Regions from separate parts of the Columba livia genome. Here region 2 is linked to region 1. The links are chromatin contacts, called in public Hi-C maps. All regions are on one chromosome and are shown on one strand. Each heading gives the region's core, a stretch centred on a gene start, on an enhancer-like site or on the middle of the called end of the contact. The rest is flanking DNA. Distances are from core to core; before and after follow the strand shown. Region 1 holds the start of LOC102092964 (sodium-dependent neutral amino acid transporter B(0)AT1). Region 2 has its middle 15 kb from the start of LPCAT1.

The links. A called contact is a pair of places that touch in the nucleus more often than the background predicts.
Region 2: a Hi-C map of crop shows a contact between it and region 1, with 6 times the contacts expected there. The contact joins the enhancer-like site here to the promoter of LOC102092964 in region 1. A contact is called at or near these places in 2 of 2 Hi-C or Micro-C datasets (crop and liver).

The regions. Positions count from the first base shown.
Region 1 is chr2:95,018,649-95,023,964 of bColLiv1.pat.W.v2, reverse strand. It overlaps LOC102092964 (sodium-dependent neutral amino acid transporter B(0)AT1), which reads right to left and starts at 2,951. Exons shown (of 12, transcript XM_005509991.4): 1 at 2,658-2,951. The coding sequence starts at 2,859.
Region 2 is chr2:95,240,100-95,245,415 of bColLiv1.pat.W.v2, reverse strand. No RefSeq gene overlaps it. Among named protein-coding and RNA genes, the nearest start is that of LPCAT1, 15 kb to the right of the region's middle. Within about 2 kb of position 2,110, at least 2 of the 3 cell types and tissues checked have an H3K27ac peak away from gene starts, as active enhancers do.

The DNA.
Region 1 (5,316 bases), core at 1,702-4,201:
ATACCAGACTTTCTCTCATCCTCCGCAGGCATTTATTGTGTGGAAAACAGCTGCATTTTTTTATATCTCATAATGCATGGCTATTATCCATCTTCCTATCCAAAGTGAGCTTCAGGAATCTGTAAAGTAATCATGCCAGGGACAGAGTGAAGAGCAGCACAATCCCCATTTCTAGTGAGAGAGCATCAGCAGGGACTCCTGCTGCTCTGCACCCAGGATTCAGTGAAGGCATATCTTGAATATGCAAACTGTGAAGACATACACCATCCAGGGTAAAGGCACTGGCGAGAGTAAGGGAAAATGGAGCTCCCTCAGCACGCTCATGAGTGTAGTATATGCTTTGTATTACTTAACTTGGAAGAAGGTGCAGAACCTTGCACTTTTCACCTACTCTGTTACAGAGGCATGTCTGTGTCCCTGAGGGGGCCACAGAAATGCGAAGATGAATGAATCATCTTGGACATCACATTGAGTGGCAAAAACTGAGGCAAAACTTGCCCAAAATGTCTGGTAAATATGTGTTTCCAGCTGGAGGTAGCTGAAGCCAGACTTAAGAGTGTCAGTGTCAATCAAAGATGATGCAGAGCGCTGCATCTAATGGGTGTTTGCTATGCTGGGAACATGGAATCTATTGGGTGTTTGCTATGCTGGGAACAGGAATTAGAGCTGCAGGAGCCAGAAAAATCTCATGAGGTAGAAAATGTCTCATCACCAAAATGCCTTCAGAAATAAGAACTTCAAGATCTGTTTTTATGATACAGATAGTCCCATGATGAGAGCTGCTGTGATGAGAGGATGGCAGTGGTGGCAGGAATTGGATTTAGACCTGCCAGAAGAGACTGAGATACACTGTACAGCAGGGAGGGAGGAGGGATTGCACAACAGCTTTCCACCCTCAATGTGTGATGAAGTTAAGGAGCTCTTTCTAAGGAAGCCACAGGAAGACATCACTGCTCCCTCTTATGTTGTGATAAGAGTCACAGTATTTGGGGTTATACAGAAGAATTGATAGAGAAAGTAGCAAGTCTGGCTGCAGTGCCAACATATGTACAGTAGCTTGAAGCCCAGAGCCAGCTATTTAATTTCTTTGCTATGTGCTGCCTTTCAACTTCTGCCTAAAAACTGAGTGAGTGAGAGAGTCCCAAGGAAACAAGAAGCTGAGGATAACTGTTGTTAAGTGTCCCTGAGCAAGGACAGGCCACAGGATGATGAGAAAGAAAAATAATTGCCACCAAAGGCTAAATTAAAACAGAGTATTGACAGACACACACAAGGAATTCATAAATCTTCACCAACATCCGTCATAAAACCATGGTCCATACCAAGTTCTTTGCGTTTGTTTGATGTTCATTTTCCAGCTGCATTTCATGTGGCTAGAACATGAGGGAAAGAAAAGATAGACAGAAAAGCAGAAAAGTGTCTGTAAATCAATCCTGGGAAACAAGGCATGTCCACTTTCTAAGACCAAGCAGAAGAACCTGAGAAGCCAATGAGTGCCAGGAATTTTAGAGATAACCATCCACTTTTTCAAATGAAAATTGTCACACATGGAAAGGGGGTTATGATTTTTTGAGTGTGTGTGCCTTGTAATGCTTTTGTAACAAGAGTTCACTGTGATGCGAATGATCTTGTTTGCACTGCAAAATCTAAACACCAGCTCATGTTATAAAAATATCCATGTTAAAAGCATTTCTTCTTGCAACTGAGTCATCCGTTGTGAAACGTGCCTGAGTTTGTGCAATCAGCTCACTACAGAGCCCTCCTTGGTCCCTACTCTAACTAGGAAGAGCGATTTTTAAACATCTCACTGTGTATACTTAATGAAAATCACTTTGAAATACTGTTCCTTAAGCCATAAGTTTTCTGTCAAGGTCAAACTTCACAAAAGAACAAACCATTTTTACACATATTCCAGAGTAAAATGCAGATAACAAGTAGATAGTGGGCAGAAAAGACTGTCAGAAAATGAGAAATTTGTGTGGTCATATTTAAGCAATGGTTCAGCTCAAGGTAATTTTAAAAACAAACAGCAAAACCATGAAAGAAAATTTTAATATGATCCTTCAGTCCTAACCTGAACCCTAAGGAGTCACAGTGAATTATGTGGTAAACAGCATACATTTGGATTTCGAACTACTTAATAACATCAACTTCTAAAAAACATATTCTTACTGTCAATTACTTTCATGCCGTTACTCCTATCACAAATTACACAGACATTGACCCTACAGTTGCTATACAAAGCAGCCCCAAAACAACGAAAATCCTACTATGAAAAGATCATTTGGGATCATGATCAGAATCATACTCTCAAGTAGTTTGTTAATGTTTTGAAATAGACATTCTATATATGTGATAAAGTAACATTAGTTTAAGATTGAGGAAACATATTGTGTAGATGACAGTGCAAGACTGATTTGATCAATCTAGTGTCCTGAAATAAAACCCATTCCTTCTTTTTTTCCATCACTAGCATGACTTCAGTGGGTGTTCATAACCTGTGAAATAACCTTCTCCATAAGACAGTCCTGTAGAGATGAACATCCCTGTTCTTACAAGAACCAAACAGTTCTAAACATACTCCGTTATTTGTTTCCCAAAAGAGAGATTAAATCTAGTTTAGAGCCAAAATTAGTAAAGATATATTAGAGACATACCTCCACCGTGGCTCTGACACAAATATGGAAACCGCCAGACATTTCCTAAGCCCACACAAAACCCTACGCACGTCAGCATATACTGAGCCTTGTTATCCCATTTTGGTCTGGAGTCTGCCTCTTCTTTCTCAAGGACCTCAAGTTCTGCATGAGAAGGTATCCTGTCCTCCAGGCCACGATTGGGCAACTGGAGCTTCACCATATTTTTAATTTTCTGACTGGAAACACTGCTCCAGTGAGGAGATAATGAAACAGGCAGCTGGTTAGAAATCTGCAGAAAAACAAAGCATCTATTTGCTGTCTTCAGCTATATATAGTGAACCTTTGACACTAAACTCAAAAGAGCAGGCTTGTGGCAAAAAGAAGCGTCAGCAAATAATTCAATTGACCAAGTCAGCTCTGACACTTATTAAAGCTTTATCTGTCAAGGTTTTATGGAACAGGCTGTTCATCTAGTAGAAGACATTGATTTCAGCTAACGTAATTGGGGACATAATTTGGCTATAAACTCTAATCACCAATAAGGTTATGAAACACCCCTTGCCACTCCTCTGTTTAAACTCATTTAAATACATATATAGCCCTAGCAAATATGGAGCAAAAAAAATTCCACTGGCCTCAGGATGAATATAGAGGTTTCGTACTATTTTTTATCAGGAAGATAAACTGCTTGTGAATCACCACCACATTCTGTTTCCCGCAATGTATGCTTACAAAATTGTATGTTTCATGATAATTACTGGAGTATGTTCTTCCTTCTCTGTAAGAGATCCTACTGTACTAAAAGCTCTGACAAAAAGGATGGAGAATGAAAGAGATTATAAGATCTGACCTTTAAAATCATAAGCATAATCTGCTTACCTGAATGTCTCTAATCATTATAGAACAAGATCTGGAGAACATAACATCTTTCTTGTAAATGGACTTGAAAGCAAAGGTCCCTTCACCTTTTCAATGACCCTATGATACACTGGTCAAATATACATTAAAAAAAAAAAAAGGTTAACAAATATCACAGATTTTACTCACATCCTTGTTCTTTCATTATAGTTATTATAAGACTTCCAGTTGTACCTCAGTGATATTAAAAGTTAAGTACATGCCACTAAAAACTATATATAAAATCTAACATCGTATATATCGTAAGAAAGAATTTTGTTGGCTAAACCTGACAGGCTCATTGCATACCATGATACAGGGTGGTCAAACTAAAGAACTAGAAGGGAGCTTGTAAGTCCAGCCCCTGCCGAAGAAGGTGAACACACCACAGCATCCCTTTGCAACCTCATCACATTGACTCAAATTGATTTTTTATAGTCCCTGTTTCTAAAAGGCTGGTCTAGAATTTCAGTCCTCTTACACCCCAAGAAGGTTGTTAATTACCTCTTGAATAGAAAAGTTGCAAAAAAAGCCTTCATCCTTCATCTGGACAACTATATACAGTAACCCAGATGGATTTTTCCTGTGCCTTGTAATCAAGTATTAATATTCCCTTAGCTTTACTTGAGGAATCTCTATCAGTCTGCCTAGCAATAGCACTTGCCTTATTCATGACCCTGTCAGCTCTGCAGATGAGCTGTCTCCTGATTAAACACTGGATCAACACCTTTCCTCTCCTTTGGTGATTCCAACTAATAGTTCATAGCTTGCAGCAGAATTTCTTTTTCTAAGTTACCCAAAGCATATTTTAAATTTCACCCAGTTACTGCTACTGTAGTACATTGAGCTATTCAGTTCTTCCTGTTATTTTTTTCAGCATGGTGAATACTTATGAGCTGTGCAATGAGCATTTCAGTAACATGCCACTACTTTTTGTTCTTAGTCATTACTGAAAGACTGACAAAAGACTGTTCCTAAGCTGATCCTTGAGGAACTGCTTTAGTAACCTTTCCTTAGACCACCATTTCTGCTTTCAGCACAGCTTACCCTTATCATCAAATCTTTACCTAGTTCTGTGTTCACTCTATATCTCCTATTTAGCTCACCTAATACATTCAGTTGTGATCAAGTAGCAACTGCTTTACTGAAGTCCAAAAAGACTACATTTACAGTACTTCCCTTGCCTAGAAAAATCAATTTTCACTTACAAATGCCAAGCTCTTCAACTTCCAATTTTGGAGAAAGACATTGACCTAGTGGTCAGTAGCAAGAAACTGCATGGTCCAGGAGCTCACAACTCATCTGTGATATTATTCTGCCTCCTGAATCATTGGAAGATAATCCTTGTATTCATGCTGTCAGGAATATGAGGCAGTAATAAAGAGCAGACAGAAGACAAACAGGAAAACCCAACATCCCCCTCTAATTTATTGTGTCATATTTCTATATTCCCTGACTTGTAGGCTTTGCAAAGTTGTATGTAGAGCCTCTATCAACAATTGAATCGGATCATGATTACATAATATCCAGATGACATTTCTTACAGCTACAACCTAGTGACTCTAGGTAATCAGAAGTCTTTGACAATTAAGATTCTGCATATAATTTATTGAACCTAAAAGAACATGTTTCTTCTTAAGCACAGTGCAAACTGACATGAAAGGAATGAACGTAGCTTTCTTTGAGAATCAAATTATATGAGGCCAAATCAATATGATATGAAATAAATTCACACTTGTGTTAGGATTATCTGAAAATTTCTCTCTGATAAGTTTCATGT
Region 2 (5,316 bases), core at 861-3,360, 220 kb before region 1:
AATACAGACATAGTTCTGTACCAAAGTCAGATATACCCACATGCATATAGTAATGTGCTCTCATACACATGGATCAGATGCAAGTAACAGAGTTTGGCTTCATGTTTGCAAATTACATTTTTTCTTCCCCTCCTTCCCTGAAAATTCAACTATTGTAATGCAAGCCCTATTAGATTTTCTACTTATTATTAACCTGGGGGCCCTCCAGCCTCCTCCCTACTCTCTTTCTTATTCGTTTTTATACTCCTGACCCGATGCAATCTGCCTGCAGGGGCAAATACAGTTATCTCCTTCTAAATTAAAATTGTAACTCATTTGGTACAGTTTACACAAGGCCTCAGCTTTGACACATGCAATTACTATGAACATAGAAGGAACATGATTGCTGAGAGCCACCAGAAATAGAGTTTAATCAGAAAACATGGAGTTGTTCCAATAGATTTATAATTTCACCACTTGCTATTCTTTTGTGTTCCTGAGTGTTCAGATAATTAGATACACTGGGTTTTTTGCTTCCCAAGAGGACAGGGAAAGCAAAATTCCTACTTTTACATTAACAAGATGAAATTATAATACACACAATCCATAACTTTTTTGTTGAAATGACAAATTCATACAACATTAATTTTAGTACTTACAAAATGTTACAAATAATTCGTTCTGTAATATCATTGTGTATCTCATAATGTAGACTTACGTGAATTAATTACCCATTCAGATGGATCACCCAGTCTGACAGCCTTTACTCATATAAGTACCCCTAGGTAGCTCACCTCACCTATCTTAGAAGGCAACTTTTTTAGATAGGCCTTTAAAATATAAAGTTCACATTTTGTGCCACTGTTAGGGAATGATCTTCTGGTATAGTGAATCAGATCGCAGATCTGTAAAAAAACTGAGATGTTACAAAGGTAGACTCATAGCCCCGTCTGATCTCTGTGCCTCAAGCTCATCTCTGAAAAATGAATTTTAAGTGTTTTTGATCTAGTTCAGTGAAACATGGAGTTGAATCAACAAAGACACAGCACTCTCTGTTAAATAGAAAGGAAGATGCAGACTTCAAATGCATGCTGCTTTGCATGATGGCATTACATTCTTTGAGGATAAGGATGTTCACAACTTGATTGTTTTTACAAATAAAAGCATCTGAACAGAAAATATAAATGGACACACGCAACATTGCAGGGATTTGCAGTCTTTTTACTGGGGCCTGGATGCATTCACTTTAATTATACTTTGATATCAAGTTTCGAAGGCTGATGGATGGGCCTCTGGGAGGACTAAGGGTCAAGTAAGGAGTAAGGTTACAGAAAAGGGTTACAGAAAGTACTTCGGGTAAAGAAAACGCATGGCTGGCGATGTGCGCTGCAGGACAAATGTGGTCCTGGAGCTCTGGCTGCATTTTCAAGAGGCCACCTGCTTTCTATTATATTTCTCCTTTTATGTTAGCCATTAATTTTGCTGCCACAGGCACAATTCATACTCACAAGGTTGGAGGCTCAGACAGGAGCAGCTGCTGTTTCAAATGGCTCTACTCCATTCCCAAGACAGCCAACTCAGCTGCAACAACATCAGTGACCTGTATACACCAAATTCACCAAAAGATAGACTATCCCCTCCTTGACATACTCTTTTCTTCTGGATACATAACAGCAAGGCAAATTCATTAGGCTGGAAGGAAAAAAATGCAAGTGAGACAAAGCTACGGAAAGAAAGAATCTGGGGGGGGGGGTGGGGAAGGGGAGGAGGGGTATTGAGGTTGTCAATCTCTCTGAAACAAACTGCTTGGTCTAGAAGCTTTTCTGGGTGAGTAAACTCTAATTTAGGTAACAGTGATAGTTACCAAATCTATAAAAAGATGTCAAAATAGAGACGTCCAGCAGAGACATGCAGTGCCATCATGTTTGTTTAAGTCTGAGATGGCTGAGTCCAGCTCCACAGGCAGATTTATTTCAATTGCCCCCAGGAACATGCTCTGAGCCACTGGGATGCTCTGCCCTTCAGGCAGCTCGCACAACCCCAGACCTCTTTCTGGAACCCCACATTTGATGGGGTTTGTGGTGGGAAGGCAAAGCACCTGCAGAGACAGCTCAGATCATAGTGAGTTTATGAGCTGAGTCACAGTCCTGGGCAAACCATGCTGCCTTTTTTTTTAATTCCCCAAGCCCATTTGGTTTCATCTCAGACAGTCTGGGAAAATCCAGCCCAGGGATCCTTGCACCACATTTCCAGAACCAGATGATGCAGCTCAAAGCATCCTAGGGCTGTTATAAGCACAGATGTTGAATTGCATTGATGCTGGAACAAGAATACAAGGAGTCAGGAGCCCACAGCCAGGAGCAGGGTCAGGGAAGAGGTTGGGGACAGAAAAGGACCACAGCAGCCCTGAGCACTCTGCCTTATGTCGCAGGGGAAACACCCCCTGAATCAGCTGAAATTTCATCATGCCCCCATGCACCAGAGAGAGTAAGGGCTTGGGAGCAGCACTCCAGTAACATATGGGGACAGCGAGGGCTCACAGTGAGTGATTTTGCAATATCCTGAATGGCAGAGGGACTGAATGTTCCCTGTCTCATCCTGTACAAGCTGCAAAAGCCATTAAGTCAGTTTAGTAGCAGCCACATTCAAAACAAAGAGAAGCAAGCAGCTCAGCAGACAGGGGAGCTGAGAAACTCCTCACCCAAGAGACCACAGCTGCAAGAAATCTGGTGGGGCTCAAAGGGAGGCTGCAGGAGCTCTTAAAAGATCCTGAGTGTTATAAATGAGATCACAGCAGACTCAAGAAATACCCTCAGCCAGGGAAGTTTGAAAAGGGAAGTATTTTATAGATTTGCTTTTATTGTTCCCAAACCATCTGCTCTTGGACACTGTTGGAGACGGGATAATGGATTAGTTGGCCCAAGATCCATACCAGCACAGCCATTCCTCTGCTTTTAAGACTGATAAATCCTACCAGCTTCCAGATAGCAGCTGCTGGGAGATTTCCAAGGCTGGAGCTAAACTGCTGTGTTCGAAAATATGCCCAATCTCTTTTTTTAACCTGTTTCCCCTCTCCACAACATCTTGTAACAATGAATTCTAAACTTTGTAAATAAAATGTGTCTAAAGGCATTCCATCTTAGTTACTTTAAATATGCCACTTGGCACCTTCATTGAAAGAGCTCTACTTGCCACATTCCTAGAAAATGCTTAAAAAGTAAGGGATTTTTATCATATTCTTTCTCATACATGCATACAGCTCTTTTCTAGCTTGAAACATTTATTTATATTTATTTATAACTCAGCACAAAATTATTTTCATAAAATGTTAGAAAATGCATATCTTAGGAAGTAGCTTTGAGAGTTTAATGTCAAATCTATTATAGAAAAAGCATAGGAATTTGATGAACACTTATTTCTATATTTCTATTCTTTGCACTTCCTTTTATGGTCTTCCATTGCACTGTTCTTTCACTGAATACATTTGCACCATACTCTTCTTCACCCCTCTGTCCTTGTTCAGATATTTACAAGCACATAAACTGAATCCAAGGGAGCAGGTTAGAACACTGAGTGCTGTAATGCGAATGTGAAAACACCAAATATTAAGTATAGCAGTGGAGAATCCAGAGCACTTATAAAGAAGGGATCATGTAAAGGGATATGCTGTACTTTTACAATTGCCATGAAAATTGATAGTAACAGTGGCTAAATAGGAATGACAATAGAATTAAAACACTTCTGTAACTCATTTGATTTGTGACTCTAGACTTAAACTATTCTCCTGTGTTTGTAAATAGAGATAAAAGAAAACATATATACTTCTAGCGTATAGACAAAATCTGTTACCCACTAGAAACAGTTCAAATTATTCGTTGGATTAGGGTAGGTTTCCACTAGATGGTGCTCCTGGCTTTAGCAAAGCCATAACCAGATTAACCTGCTGCAATGCAAGGGCAGGAGCAAGTTGTTTCATGGACTGGTGAACCAACAAAAATCAAGTGTCTTCTTGCAGAGCTCAATTCACCTTCCCAGATTCCCAGGCTGCAGTAATTTTGCTCTTTCCTCGTGTTTTCTAAGAACTCACAAGCATGACATTTTCAGTTTTATTCTCCTTTTTCTACAACTTCTCCTCCCAGTAACCCTCAGCCCCTTGCCATGTCCCTAGCTACACGATGGCAGCGTGCCTTGGCCAAGCAGCCTTCCCACAGTAGGGACTGCCCTCCCTGCCTCATGCCTTACTTCAGATGCAGGATTTCACACAGCCTGGAGAATGCCTCTGAGATGTTTTTTGCAAAGCAGGCTCATGCAGAAACACCATCTCTCAGAAAGCCACTTAAGTAAAAAATATGTATAGACATATTGTGTAGCTTTTTTTATCTGGTTATCTTCATTCTTGCTGCAATTATTTTTAGCTCCTCCATTAGTGCCGTAAGGTGTTACCATCTTCATTTTTGACAGGTAAAAAAAACCCACACACCCCTGTTGGAGCGAAATAAGGACTCAGCAAAACAAGACGATTTAATGTGAATCACGCTAAAGCCATTTATTACAGAAACCAGCCTCCTTATATATGCAACTATATTCTAATCACGTGTCCACGCTCCAAGCATGGATTCACTAAATGAGTATCATGGGCTGTCCATGCACTGGAGTCTCACTGATGATACATCCGATGATTCACGCCATGCCAGGACCCAGCTGACTGAGGAACACCCCTCTTTCTCACAGCAGATTCTGTTCTCAGCTTCTCGAAGAGGCCTTGAGATTCCCTTGAGCCTGACTAATTCAGCAATAAATCTTTATCTATCAAAACCCCTCCACACACCCCTAAATAATATTCCACACAGCCACTCACTTTTGCTATTCCATTGGCAGACACAGTAGCACAGATTGGATCCCCAAAATGGTATTAATTTATTTGAATTCATGGGTAACACCTACTGATTCCTTCCCCTACTCCCTTTCATCTGAGCAGCTCTTTTATCAGTCTACCTGGTACCAGCAACACACATAAGAAAGATGTTGAAATATTGGACACATTTCAGAGATGAGCTGCAAAAATGACTGAAGATAGCAAAAAGTATCTCCCAGTCAGAGATACAAAGAGTCCAAGTCTGTCCACTTTAAAAGCGCTTAAGCATCATCAAGTCCCAAGATGGAAAAAGAAAGGTACAAATTAATACAGAACAACAAGATGTATAGTTAGCTGAGTCTGACACATTATCTGTGTGCAGCAGAGTTGGAGCACATGCATTTGGGGCTACCTCATGCTCTTTGGGTGCACAAAGAACAACTGCTGCTGGTTCCTGGGAACACTGCACTTGCCGGGCTGAG